Linked DNA regions of Mus musculus: region 1 is linked to region 2. The links are chromatin contacts, called in public Hi-C maps. All regions are on one chromosome and are shown on one strand. The core of a region is the stretch at or near the end of the contact, and the rest is flanking DNA. Distances in the headings are between cores, read along the strand shown. Region 1 overlaps 2610035D17Rik (RIKEN cDNA 2610035D17 gene). Region 2 has its middle 61 kb from the start of Gm39461.

Region 1 (6,657 bases), core at 3,615-6,114, 930 kb after region 2:
GTCTTCATTCCTCACTGTTGCATAAATGCAAAATGGACAAACTCCCCCTCGGATGTGTGCTGGCCCCATGGACCACGCATACATCTTCCAGTTCACATCTTCTCAATCGCTGCTTCACTCTCTCCTCCAGAAAACCTGGACTCATTTGCCTTCCCAGCAGATGATGGTAACAGAGTCAGTCACCTTGGACAAGAGCCGTCCCTCCATTCACTCCTCAAACAGGATCAGCACAAGCCAGAAAGAGTTAATAAACATCTAGCCATTTCCCCACAAACCAGACTGATCAACTCAAACGGCTGCCTAGAAACTAAACTTCTGCTCCCGTGGACTCAGACTGGTACGCGGTGTCCTCTGGGCCTGACAGACAGAGATATTTGGTCATTTCAGTCATGGAGTTACTCCCACGGAGTTTAATTTCCTTCTCATCTCTCTGTAGTGTCTATCGAAACTCTCGGAAGGAAAGAGCGTCGAGCCAGCCCCTGCTAATGCATGTGCCAAGAAGGACAACAGCAAATAACATATATTTTTTAATGGCAAAAAAAAAGTGTTGGGGGGGAGGGCTAACAACAAGGAGAAGCTTAAAGGTCAGGCTGCTGCCGTCGGAGGGTGAATGAGAACCTGCACCTGTCCAGCATACCTTGCCTTACCCTTGGAGCAGGCCTATTTTATTTTATTCAGAGATTCCTGTTCTGCATAAAACACTCCGTCCCCATGCTTAGAAACAAGACCTAAGGCATACATTTGGGTGGTGGGAAAAGGGCTGACTGGGAGGATTGGCTACTGAGTCATGCCCCATGCTGGGGAAGTCTTCTGTGCCATCCTGGCCTGCAGAACGGAAAATAAAAAAGAGAGAGAAGAAAAAGGGAAAGAAAGAAAATAAGCTACTGGGCAGAGGGAACGCTCTCCCACGCCAAGCTCAGCTTGAATTCATACACAACACAACCTCTTCAAGAGGGGCTCGGCTCTGAGAGTCTCTAACTGCGACCGATGAAAGCGGCAGGAAGTGGAGAGTATTCCAGAAGGAAAAAACGGCAGCCACGGGAGAGATTTTTCTTCACTCTGGTGTTTGCAATCTTGTCACTCTGGTCAGGGCCACAGCATCTAGTCAGTGGGAGCAGTCTTTGAAACACAGGGTGTCCCTGTCACTCTCTCTGCTCTCCAGTCAGAACCATCTCCATACGATAGCACTGGCTATTTCCTGGGCCTCTGCGGTCTGCAGCAGTCCCTGGCAGAACCCATTCCAAGTTTGAATTCTGCTTAGAAACCTCAGGTGGATCTGCCTTCCCTAGAGAAAACTCTATCCAGGAGACACCATGGCCCTCTCCTACAGGACTCTCTGGTCACCAGAGAGGAGAAGACTTCAGAGGAGGGACAACATGGAGAACCTGGTGGCTTTCAGATCATAGAAAGAATGTCCCGAATGCTCCTGCATCCAGTACTCAGTGTCTGACTTAAAAAGTAGGGTTGAGTATGGGGTGCACACACCTGTAATCCCAGTGCTCAGGAGGCTGAGACAGGTGGTCCATGAGAGGTCAAGGCCACTTTGGACTACACAGGGAGGCCATGTCTCAAAATACACACACCTACATACATATAGACACACACGCAAAATAAACAAACTTCAACAGAAATAATAAGCACATACACTGCTCAGATGACAGAAATGTGATAAAGTACCACATTATTTATATATGTATATATATATATATATATATATATATATATATATATATACACACATACATACATACATACATATATATATATATTGTTTTGGGGGGGTTTTTTGGGTTTTTTGTTTTTTGAGACAGGGTTTCTCTGTGTAGTCCTGGCTGTCCTGGAACTCACTCTGTAGACCAGGCTGGCCGTGAACTCAGAAATCTGCCTACCTCTGCCTCCCGAGTGCTGGGATTAAAGGCGTGCGCCACCACACCCGGCTAACCACATTATATCTTAAGGGTCCACCAAAAAACAAACTGACATAGTAACTATGAGAGGTAATTGATGTGCCGGTTATTTTGATTATAGTAATCATTTCACTATGTGTGCACATTGTGTGGATGAATATATATTTGTGGATATATGTGAATATATATCATATCGTCCCATCATGTGTAATCTTTGAATAGATTCTATTTTATTTGTCAAGTGTACTTCATCAAAGCTCTAAAATGAGCGAAAATAAAAACAAGACTTTCTCTGTTTGGCTGATGCTCACCTTAGCAAGTACAGGCCCAACATGTCCCTGCAATGAGAGGTAAAATCCTTAGAAATCAGAGCTCTATTTCCCACAGTCTTTTTTAGGGAGAAATGGTACACTTGTCTAAAATGTATGAGTCTATCTAAAGATGTTGCCACTTATGTGACTCACTCTTATCAACCGATATTGAAATGCAAGTGAAACTGGAATATTCTGGATTTGTAGGGAAGTGGGCTCTACCATGGGCAGAATCTAATCAAAGGGCCTCTACTCAAATACAACTTAGTGTGGTTGGGCAACCGGGAACTCCACGAGTTCAGAAACAGACCTCTTTGGGGGTGATGCAGATGGGGGGACGGGAGGGGGCAGCCAGCAAGTACAGCAAGCTCCAGGTAGGATCTCACAAAGACACTGGCAGAGTACCGGGAATTCCACTTAGGACCATGTCACAGGATAAGTAAGTTCCCAACACTCAGGTTTTCAAGTTTTCTTTCTATTCCAGTGGCAGTAGGTGGGCATTAAAGACCCCAGGGTTTGCTTTAGGACAACTGCTGAGAAAATGATAACCTTAGGAAGTCCTTAGGGGTATTTCTGTCTGGTCCCCCAAATCAGAGAACAAGATGAGTATCTTAAAAACAGCCACACGTTTCTGCCCTCTGAAAACCACCAACAGACACGTTGTTTTCAGACTCTGTATTTATCAATGTAAATAACTTTGAGAATACTCCAGAGTTTCTAATCTGGTTTCCTTAGTTCATCTGGTCTACCTGGGGACACTGAAGAAGTATATGTGGCTAGGCACAGGAACCATGGCTTCTAGGAAGAAGAGCTATCCCCTCCCCTCCTCTCAGGTTCTCCTGCTGCACAGAGAGAGAGCTAGGCACCTCCCATATTTCCTGTAGAGTAGAGAAGAGAAGGGAAGGATCCACTGTGAAATATGAGACCCTTCCAGAGATAAATGCAAGGGTAGGCAAACCCAGTGAAGTAGCACAAGAATCTAAGAGTGCTGAAAGAGTCGGGCAGAGGGAGCACTGTGGGTGACTGCCAATCTTTCAAGTCTTCCCTGCCCCTCTCAGAGGATAAGTAGGGTGATTTACTTTCTGGGTTGTAAGCAGAGTGGAGGAGGGTGGGAGAGCTTCTATGCCAGATGATTCTGGAAGCAGCCTGCCCTCACCACCCAGGCCATCCCAGGGCAGATGACAGACGGTATGAGCTGTTGGGAGCTGTGAGGTGTTCAGCTCCTACGCCAGTCTTCTCCAGAAGGGGCTGAATTTGGGTGCCTATGTTCACAGTTTCCTTCGTGTGGACATAGTCCAGATGCCATAAAGGTTAGCCATAGTGTGGGCAGGTGTCATTCACTCAATAGCCCAAGAGCCTGCTGTCAACCAGACATTGGGGACACAATGTGGACTAAACCCAGTCACCTCCCCAGCATAGTGGTGGGGACCGATGTTGACTAAGCAAACATAATAAATATAGAAGTCCAAATTGGGATGCTCTTTCCAACTGTTGGCAATCTGCAGTATAAGGTAGCCAACAAACTCAAGACAGCCATGATGGAGCTGGACCCTGCCAAAGAAACTCTTGATCTGCCCTTGACTCTGGATAAGTTAAGCCTCTTTCTCGGCTACAAAATGGGTCACCAAAGAGACACACATTTCAGGAATTAGCTAACTGAAAAACCTCGATAACAGCTAGCTTGTGTTAGCAGAAGGAACTTCTGGACGTTAAGATGTTAAGTTGTTGAGGCTCAGAATGTCTCTTAGCACAGTCTAGAGACCCCCCACTCATCTCTTCCCCAGCAGCCAGACCTGGGCTTTCCTCATCTCTCAGGAGACTCTGATAGACTTCTTCCAGCTGACTCCAGCCAGAACCTCTGAGCACTGCCATTATTACAGTCCTGGGTCTCTTTAAGCAGCCACTGCCAGCACTGTGGGGGATTCGTGGTGATTCAGCCCTGGCCCAGTGAGCTGGACACACAATCGCTCAGCCAGGATATGGCCATGAGCCCACAAGCCGCTGCGAGGAGACAAAGCTGTTCTTGGGCCTTCTAAAGTTCCCCCTGACCCCTGCTGTGTTCGATGGGCAGGCATATTCTGTCCAGCCTCTATCCCCAAGGTGGACTAAGGCTGGCTTCACTCTCTTGGGGGCTTGAAGGCAAGACAATTGTTCCAGCAGAGAAATCAGACAACTGACAGAAAACAAAAACAAAAAAGAAAAAAGAAAGAAAACCAAGCATGTTTCCATCTCCCTTCACGAAGCTTATCTGTGCGGAGGCCCCGTCTCTGCTCATGTCCTCTTTGGATGGGGAGGAGGGGCAGCAAAGGGGCTTTATCAGACTCATTCAAATGTGCTGCTGGTCCTGGGAGCTCAGGAATACGGCTTTGAGGGCTGCCTGGCCAGTTTCCATCCTGTTTCCAAGCAACCTGACATGCAATCCATCCATCGGAACCTTATCACGGAGTCAGTGAGCCGGAAGGCGCTGAAGAGCTCTCTGCCCGGACTCCCTACACCAAAGCCTGAGGGGAGACTCCTGGAGATTGGAAAAGAAGGTACAGTCTTTGCCCAGGGCTCACAGTGACCCCAAGAATTAGAGAGTAAGACCAGGACTGGTGGTGCAGGCCAAGGGTCCTGGACGCTCAGGACGCTGTAGCACAGAGATCAAAAGATCAAGGTCTCTCTGGGCTGGAGTGAATTCAAGGCCAACCTGGGAACTTAGTGTGACCCTGTCCCAGGGACTGAAAATGGAAACTGGGCAGTAGCTAAGTGAGGAGAGGTTGTCTGGCATATGGTGAGCCCTACATTCAACCCCAGGTAATGGGAGAATGACACAAAAAAACAGGGAGAGAGGGCTGAAGGAGGGAGGGGGAAAGAGAGAGAGAGAGAGAAGGAAGGAGGGAAGAGAAAGAGAGGGAGAGAGGAAGGGGAGAGAGAGAGGAGGGAGAGAGAAGGAGGGGAAGAAGAGAGGAAATGGAGGGAGGGAAGGAAGGAGGGAGGGGACCTAGATTTGAGCAGAGCTGAGGCCAGGTAGCTCACTTCAGGACCCTGCCCACTTATTCGCCTTCTTGTTTCCCGGTGCAGTTCACACAAGGGTCTTGTAAGAATATGCTCTGGGAAGGAAGAGCAAGCATGTTAGATCTCCTTTTGCCTCTCTTGTAGCTATGACCACCCTTAAAATGCACAGGCAAAGATCTAACAGTGTTCCTTCAGTTTCCCCAAAGCAGAAAGCAAAGGGGTCCTTCACCTGTGTCTGTCACCAAGGCTACTTCTCATTTTGCTTGAAACGGCTGCAGTTCAAGACCTGTTGACATCCCATGTGCTGAAGCCCCTGAGCACAGTGCTGGCAGTGGCTGCTTTAAGAGTCCCAGGGTTGTAATAATGGCAGTGATCAGAGGTTTGGGCTGGAGTCAGCTGTGAACTCAGAGTCACAGTGTTCCAAGCCTGCTTCTCAGGAGGACCTTAGACAGAAAAGCCTGCCCTAAAAGTCAAACTGCACTAAACACCAACTGAGGATGGTTATTACTGTATATACACCACACAGCACCAATTCTGACTCGAAAATAAAGTGCACAGCATCCCCTTTTCTGATGAAAACTACACACATCTATACTCACAATGGCACAGAGATGCTATGAAAGAAATGGACAGCGTTTTGTTTTGAGTATGTGACACTTATTTTTTTAAATTTGAGAAAAAAATGAAAGCTCCCTCCTTTAGGATACAAAACGTGAGTTCAAAGAGCCAAGCAAGGCAATAACTGACCTCCTCTGGGTCCTTCCCCAGGAAGATGCTTGACCAAAAGGCCACTGAACACTGGCCAAGAATGGGCGCCACAGCTGGGCAGTGGGCCCCACCCAGAGGGCAGCCCACCCCCTCCCTTTACACCACAAGACACACAGGCCAAGGGCCAATGATCCCCAGGCATGAAACCAAATGAACAAAGAGGTTACACAACTCCGTAATCACATGAGAGCCAAGATGGGACCTGACATCATAAGACCACCAAAGTCTCCCCAGCCTTTAGTGTGAGCTCATAGGATAAATAAACAACCGTGATTAATCAGATTATAAATATATAACAATAAACAGCATAAACATAATAATCAACTTCTCAGAACCATACTTGAGTCCATAAAGTTAGCTTTCTGCCAACATACAAAGGGGCAAGAGGCTCAGGGGGACCTATGAATCCTTTTCTACTTTCTGGAACCCATTGCATGTCACCCAAGATTAATACACCTGTGGCCATGGCCCTGCAAGGTCAGCTTGGTGAAACTGAAACACGAGAGAATGTAAAATGGCTGTGGATTGGGACAAAGTCCAAAGACAGGATGGCAAAAGAAAAATGAGAAAAAAAAGAAAGAAGAAACAGGGCCACTTAGTTGCTGTTTTGGGTAGAAGCAAGACTTCCTCTTTGTCCCAGATCTGAGTCCTGAAAACTACAAATGTGCATCTAA
Region 2 (6,573 bases), core at 2,826-5,325:
CCAAAACTCACACCACAGAGACAGATGTACTGGTTTCACATCTGTAATCCCAGCACTCTACACATTGACATGGGAGGCAGAGACAGAAGAACCACCAGAAATCTCACAGGCCGGCAAACCTGGAGGACAAAATATGTCAGAAAAAAGGCTCTGACTAGGCAAGGTGGGAAAACTTGAATAGGCAACGTTGTTCTCTGAATTCAGTACATATGTTGTGGCATATGTGCACCTGTACACACACACATACACACACACACACACACACACACACACACAGAGAGAGAGAGAGAGAGAGAGAGAGAGACAAAAGAGAGAAACACCAAAAGTATTTGTATACTTATCTTTCTTTATCTATATCTGTCTACATATGTATATCCCTCTCTATATACATATATAAATAAATAGAAATAAACTTGTATTATTCAACATGAACCTAAGTTTCTGACCAGTCATGTTCTGAAACGAATTAAGTACCAACAAACATCTGATGGTTGTGGTAAACAAGACAACCTAGCTAGGGCATGATAATTTCCCATTTGTAGACTCTTAGGCAGGATCCAGAGTAATATCCATTGCAGTGCAGACAGAATTCTTGTTCAACACACATTCCATTAAAAGATATAATAGCTTCATTGCTGAAGGGATAAAAAGGAGGAGGGAACGGAGGGGGATGAAGAAAGGAAGAGGAGGAGGAGGAGGAGGAGGAGGAGGAGGAGGAGAGAGGGAGAGGGAGAGGGAGAGATGGTGGATTGCAGGCTAGGACTTTGAGTGACACTAAGAATTAAGAGGCCAGCATAATTCAGATCCAGCAGATACACTATTAATCTAGAGTTATTTTTTATGTTTGGTTAACTAGACAAGGCAACCAACAGGCATTTGGGACTGTGCATTTTCATCCAGTGGATTTCTACGGCACTTGCCCAAGATCCACAATCCTTAGCATAGTATCTATCTTTCCATTCTACTTCTTAAAACTTCCCTCTCATTTCACCACACCCCAACTGCTCCATCTTTCAGCTTTGAATTTCATATTGACCACCCTTCTAACTACATACTCAATGTCTGTTGTTCTTCGATTAAAAATCAGGATCTTTTGGAAACACTATATCCCCTGGTCCTCCTAGGCTCTGTTGCAGAATTTACACCCCATTCTCTGAGTTAATTTTCTCCTAAACATTGTCATCATTTGTTAACGTCTGCCTGCTGGCACACACGTTCTGTGGAAGGGGGAAAAATGTCTATCTTGTAGACCACTGAGGATTGGTCTTGACAAATGTGTTCTTGAGCCTTAAAAGAAATCAGAAAGTATAATTGACTGGTGTAGGGTAAAATAAATACAGCTTCTCTCTGAACTCTCTCCAGTAAATCATTACCTGGAATAATACAGACAACAGTGTGTGAGCAGGAAATGATTCTGGGTCAGTGCTGCTCCTGACATGGAAGGGGCACTGCTCCAAGGTTTTAGATTATTTTAGAGTCTTCTATCAAGTGAGTGTCCCCAAGACAACAGGCACAGCATTCAGGGTTTTGATAAAATGTTTTCCATACTTCTGTTATTAAGAGAATTTGCATAGCATATAAGAGTTCTCTCCTCTTATCCTTAGCCTTTGGAACCTATAATTTATAGAGTAGTGTTTTTAGAACATTAATCACAAAAGGCACTGAGGTACATCTGCCCCAAGGAAGCTGACCCACATAAGAGATGAAAGCTAATGATGTAGTTGCAGTAGAATAAGAAGACTTGAAATTATTAAGAAGGTAGACCCAGAGACATTCAATTTTGTAAAATCACTATGCTCTGTTGGGAAAATTTCAGAAGGGCTGCTCACAAGAAAATGGGCCCAGAAACAAAACATCCAGGTGGGCTTCAAAACAGGAAGAGAAAAAAAAGAGAGAGAAACGAAAGGAAAGAAAGAAAAGCCCAGAGTGAAGTTTGTTGCAAATGCAGGCAGATAGCTGAGGAATTAGAAGGCCAGGTTGGCTTGGGCAAGCAAACCACAACAATGGTCAGACTGATAAAGCCCCTGAGAAAACCTTTCCACTTCAAACCCTGTGCTCTGAAATCGTGCCCATTGCCTCTGCTGAGACAATCATATCTTCCAAGGAGAAGGATTCCAGGAGCTGTGGGAGAGTCGCAGAGGGGAAGAGTATCAGAATGTCCGCAGAGAATTGGAAGCCATGAGGGCAGGTGTAGAGTCCACTTCTAAACAAACAGCTGAGGGGAGTTTAAGGTAGCCTGAGAAGCCCCAGTGTGTTCTAATCAGCCAGAGGAAGGAGGGAGGCTGGAAAGCTGTCCTTTCTTTGTGAATGAATGCTTTGGTTTCATAAGTGGGTCCTTCAGGAATGGCTTTCTGCAAAGAATGAGGGAAACTATTCAAATCATCTGAAGATTGCATGTGGCTGTCTGAGCTGAGTGATATGTTTCTCACGGATATTTCATCTTTATGTTTCAAGATTTGGCTTAGCTTTATTCTAGCAATTTTTTCTTTTGTCTCTAGAATGTATGTATCTAACATAACAAAATAACAAACATTTACTGATTGGCCTTTGCCTCCAAACTGTCAGCTATCTGAAGTCATTTCTTGTTCAGTTGACTAATAAATTCTCTCTTTCATATGTGTGTGTATGTGTTTGTGTATACATATATGTATACACACAGATATACGATAAAGTGTAGATGTGTGTACGTATAGCTGTTGATTGAATATTAATTTACTTATGAGCTTATTGATTATCAATGCCAATTCATGTATCATCCGGCGTCACATTACCTGCACGTAGATGCATTTCCCTCTGTGGCTCCAGGATCATGATCACACACACACACACACACACACACACACACACACACACACACACTGGAGTAAGGCCCATTGGACAATTTCCCACTCCTTTTTAGGGTCATGTTTCTGGCTTTCTTTTTAAAGGTAGAGGGACTAAAGGCATCTATCCAGATAAGAGAAATTGATAGAACACGTATTTATTTGTTTATTCATTTATTCTTGTGTATGTGTGATATGTGTGTACACGTGCTTAAGTGTGTATATGTGTTGTACATGTATGTGATGTATTTATATGTATGTGTTGGTGCACATGCACATGTGTGTATGTGTACACGTAGGCCAAAGTTTGACATAGAATTGCTTTCTCAGGCCCTCTTCAGCTTAGTTTTTGAGACAGCACATCTCACTGAACTTCTAGTTATTTTTTTTTTATCTAAAGCAGGTCTCTGTTGAACTCTAGGGTGTCTCCTGTGTCTGCCCCTCCTCCTCAAAGTCTCAAGGCTATCTAGATGGGTATCATGCTGCCCAGATTTTGTGAGGTTGATGGGAATTTGAACTCAGATATCCATGCTTACACCATAAACATATAATTAACTGAGCTCTCTTCCCAACACTTGTTAGATCATTTGAATGCAACAGTAAATAATAATGTTCTTGCAAGGGAGGTCTGGCCTGAAAAAAAAATGGATGGACTCCCTGGCCTGCCAATCTATTAATGAGAGGAGCTGATCACATCTGTACACAAGTGAATTTTCAGGGGAAGCTATAATCACTCGTTTCATTAACTACTCAATTAATTTCAAGCCTAGAACTTTCAGTGGGATTCTCCTTAAACATGAAGAACTTTGTTATTGTATTTTGAAAATGAAACTGGCCTTCAGCATGTGGTTAGTCATGAAGAAAGGAACATTTTCAGGATAGCCATGGGTATTTTTAAAAATAGTGCCCACAAAAGGTCATGATATTGACGCAATTTTCCAAGGACTGGTTTCATTTTTTCCCTGCGAGTTGGTAATTAGGTCATTGGGCCACTTGTCCTCTGGACTGACCAGTGTCCTCTTAACAGGTTTGCTTCCAAAATTAGTCTTCTCCAGGGATTGTTAGTCTCTCTCGGCTTTTTAAAAGTTAATTTGGCTCTCCTCTAAGGTGCCAATTACACCTCCCTGGAAACTTCAATTTTCCATGTATTCATAGAGTCAGGATTCACCAATCGGCCCTACCACAGTCTGACTTTTCCACCATCCTGATTTGGCTGAACTAACTGGGAAAGACAGTTTATACTGTAGACTTTGGACATCTCACCCTGGAATCAGCCAAAGCTTTGGCAAGCATCATTTAGTTTTCATATGAGCAATCTCCCTGGAAATCAGGAAAACATTTCTGAGACATTGCCAGTATCTGCCCCAAGCTCATTTGATCCATGTCTATTGGTAGCTTGGCTGTTGCTCTTTCTAAGATGTATGTATGTACGTATGTATCTATGTATCTTTGCTTCAAGGGTAATGAACTACTTTCCCAGAGAAGGTGACTGAATTTAACCAGAAATACCAGTAGGCAGGCAGAAGAGAATAAAGTAAGAGGTTTCCCTAAAAGCTGAGGCCTGAGAGATGAATACTATTTAGAGTCAAATCACCCCCACAAAGTATACTGGTGTTATCAAGTCACGGGAACTGTTATCATCCACTGACACATAGACACAGTACGAAGAGCGGACCAGCTGTCCTCCTTCCCCATAGCTACCTGTTTGCTGTGCCCCTCCCTCCAAATCCAGAGAGTGATAAATTATCAGAGAAATTTAGTAGAAGGGACCCTGGACTAGGTCACCTGGGATACAGATGTAAGAAATATCTACTTCAGCAAAACACAAAATCGTTCAGTCCCCAACTTACAGTAAGTGCTGGTATAGTGTTTATGATAGTGTGTTGCCTTCCTCAACTGTCAGAGATCATCCTGCTTTTACTTAAGAAGAATGAGAGAGAGGAGAGAGAGAGAGAGAAAAGAAGAAGGAGGAGGAGGAGGAAGAGGAGGAGAACGAGGAGGAGGAAGGGAGGGAGGGAGAAAGAAAAAAAGAAAGAGAGAGAGAGGGAGGGAGAGAGAAATAACGAAAGAAAGAAAGAAAGAAAGAAAGAAAGAAAGAAAGAAAGAAAGAGAGAGAGAAAGGGAAAGAAAGAAAGAAAAGGAAAGTAAGAAAGAGAAGGAAAGAAAGAAAACAAGAAAGAAAGAAAGAAAGAAAGAAAGAAAGAAAGAAAGAAAGAAAGAAAGAAAGAAAGGAAGGAAGGAAGAAAGAAAGAAAGAAAGATAAGGAAAGAAAGAAAGAATGAAAGAGAGAGAGAAAGAAAGAAAGAGAGGGAGAGAGAAAGAAAGAAAGAAAGAAAGAAAGAAAGAAAGAAAGGATGAAAGAAAGAAAGAAAGAATATTTTCACAAAACAAATTGCTACCTCAAATTATAGTCCAGAGTTTTCCAGGAGAAACGATTTTACATTTTTCCAAGAAGTTAAGTTCTGAGCCTTGTGTGATGGCTCACTTGGTGAAGGAGCTTGCAGTCATGCCTGAGGAACTGAATTTCCCCCTAGAAACCACTTGGTAGAAATAAAAAATTGACTCATGTAAGTTGTTTCTTGGCCTCCACATAAGTAACAGGACACAGAGTACACACACACTCACACAGAGCAAGCTAGCCTTGAACTCATTATATAGACCAGGACATACACGGGGGGGGGGGGGAGAAAGAGAGAGAATGTAATTAAAATTACTTAAAAATTACTTTTTATGATAATGCAGACATATGGTTGAACATGTTCCCTGTGTTTCTCATGTGCACAGAATTCCCACACTTAAGTCCTTTGCTATTAATCAAGACAATTTCATTCTTTTAAAAAAAGGCAATTTTAGGCCGGGCGTGGTGGCACATGCCTTTAATCCCAGCACTAGGGAGGCAGGGGCAGGTGGATTTCTGAATTCGAGGCCAGCCTGGTCTACAAAGTGAGTTCCAGGACAGCCAGAGCTATACAGAGAAACCCTGTCTCAAACCACCCCCCCCAAAAAAGGCAATTTCATGCAAATTTTGATAAAGTAATAGAAATCATTGATTGTTGCTATATCTAGAATTTTCATAATGCCTCTTTCCAACTGCATGTAATCAGTTCAGACAAGTATAACTTTTTCTTACTTTCTGCATTGAAAACTAAGGGGAATTAAAATAAACTATAGACCAGAGTTTCAAAAAAAATGACACTTTTATTTGGAAAAAAAGAGCTTAATTATGATCACTCAGATGTGGATATTTAGCAGACAGTTTTTCAAAATGAGTGCAACAAATCTGTCACTCCCAGGAAAACAAGAGGCAGCGTTTGTTTGCAATGTTAAACTATAGATGTTGCATGCTAAGCAATGGTACCAGTAGAGCAGGCTTTATTCTAACCATAAAATATAAGCTTTCCAGTGAAAAATGAAGACGTGGGGAGGAAACATCACTATCGCACACACTTGACAGCATGTCATTAGTGCAGACCCTTTGCCATGACTGCTGATGGCAAAACAGTGTGACTGTCTCATACAATGAGGTTTGTCAATATTTAATAGATCTAAGTAACTTAATGAACTAATATTCTTCCCATGACCATGTACACTATGGAACAACATGATAGGGGCTGGAAGACCCATTCAGGAGGGTTAAGATGATATCTCTCTCTCTCTCTCTCTCTCTCTCTCTGTGTGTGTGTGTGTGTGTGTGTGTGTGTGTTTGAATTATGTGTGAGCATGGGTGTATTTTTGCTTCTATGCATGAGTG

The links. A called contact is a pair of places that touch in the nucleus more often than the background predicts.
Region 1: a contact with region 2 is called in a Hi-C map of liver, with 4 times the contacts expected there. The contact joins two enhancer-like sites. A contact is called at or near these places in 7 of 484 Hi-C or Micro-C datasets (the AML12 cell line, the C2C12 cell line, embryonic stem cells and 3 more).

Annotation. Positions count from the first base shown.
Region 1 is chr11:113,139,832-113,146,488 of GRCm38.p6, forward strand. All of the region lies in intron 1 of 2610035D17Rik (RIKEN cDNA 2610035D17 gene), which reads right to left. All of the region lies in intron 1 of LOC115487747 (a long non-coding RNA gene), which reads right to left. Among named protein-coding and RNA genes, the nearest start is that of Gm39467, 8.9 kb to the left of the region's middle. Within about 2 kb of position 4,865, at least 94 of the 459 cell types and tissues checked have an H3K27ac peak or open chromatin away from gene starts, as enhancers often do. A contact at or near this core is called in liver, where this site is marked.
Region 2 is chr11:112,215,431-112,222,003 of GRCm38.p6, forward strand. No RefSeq gene overlaps it. Among named protein-coding and RNA genes, the nearest start is that of Gm39461, 61 kb to the left of the region's middle. Within about 2 kb of position 4,076, at least 2 of the 459 cell types and tissues checked have an H3K27ac peak or open chromatin away from gene starts, as enhancers often do. A contact at or near this core is called in liver, where this site is marked.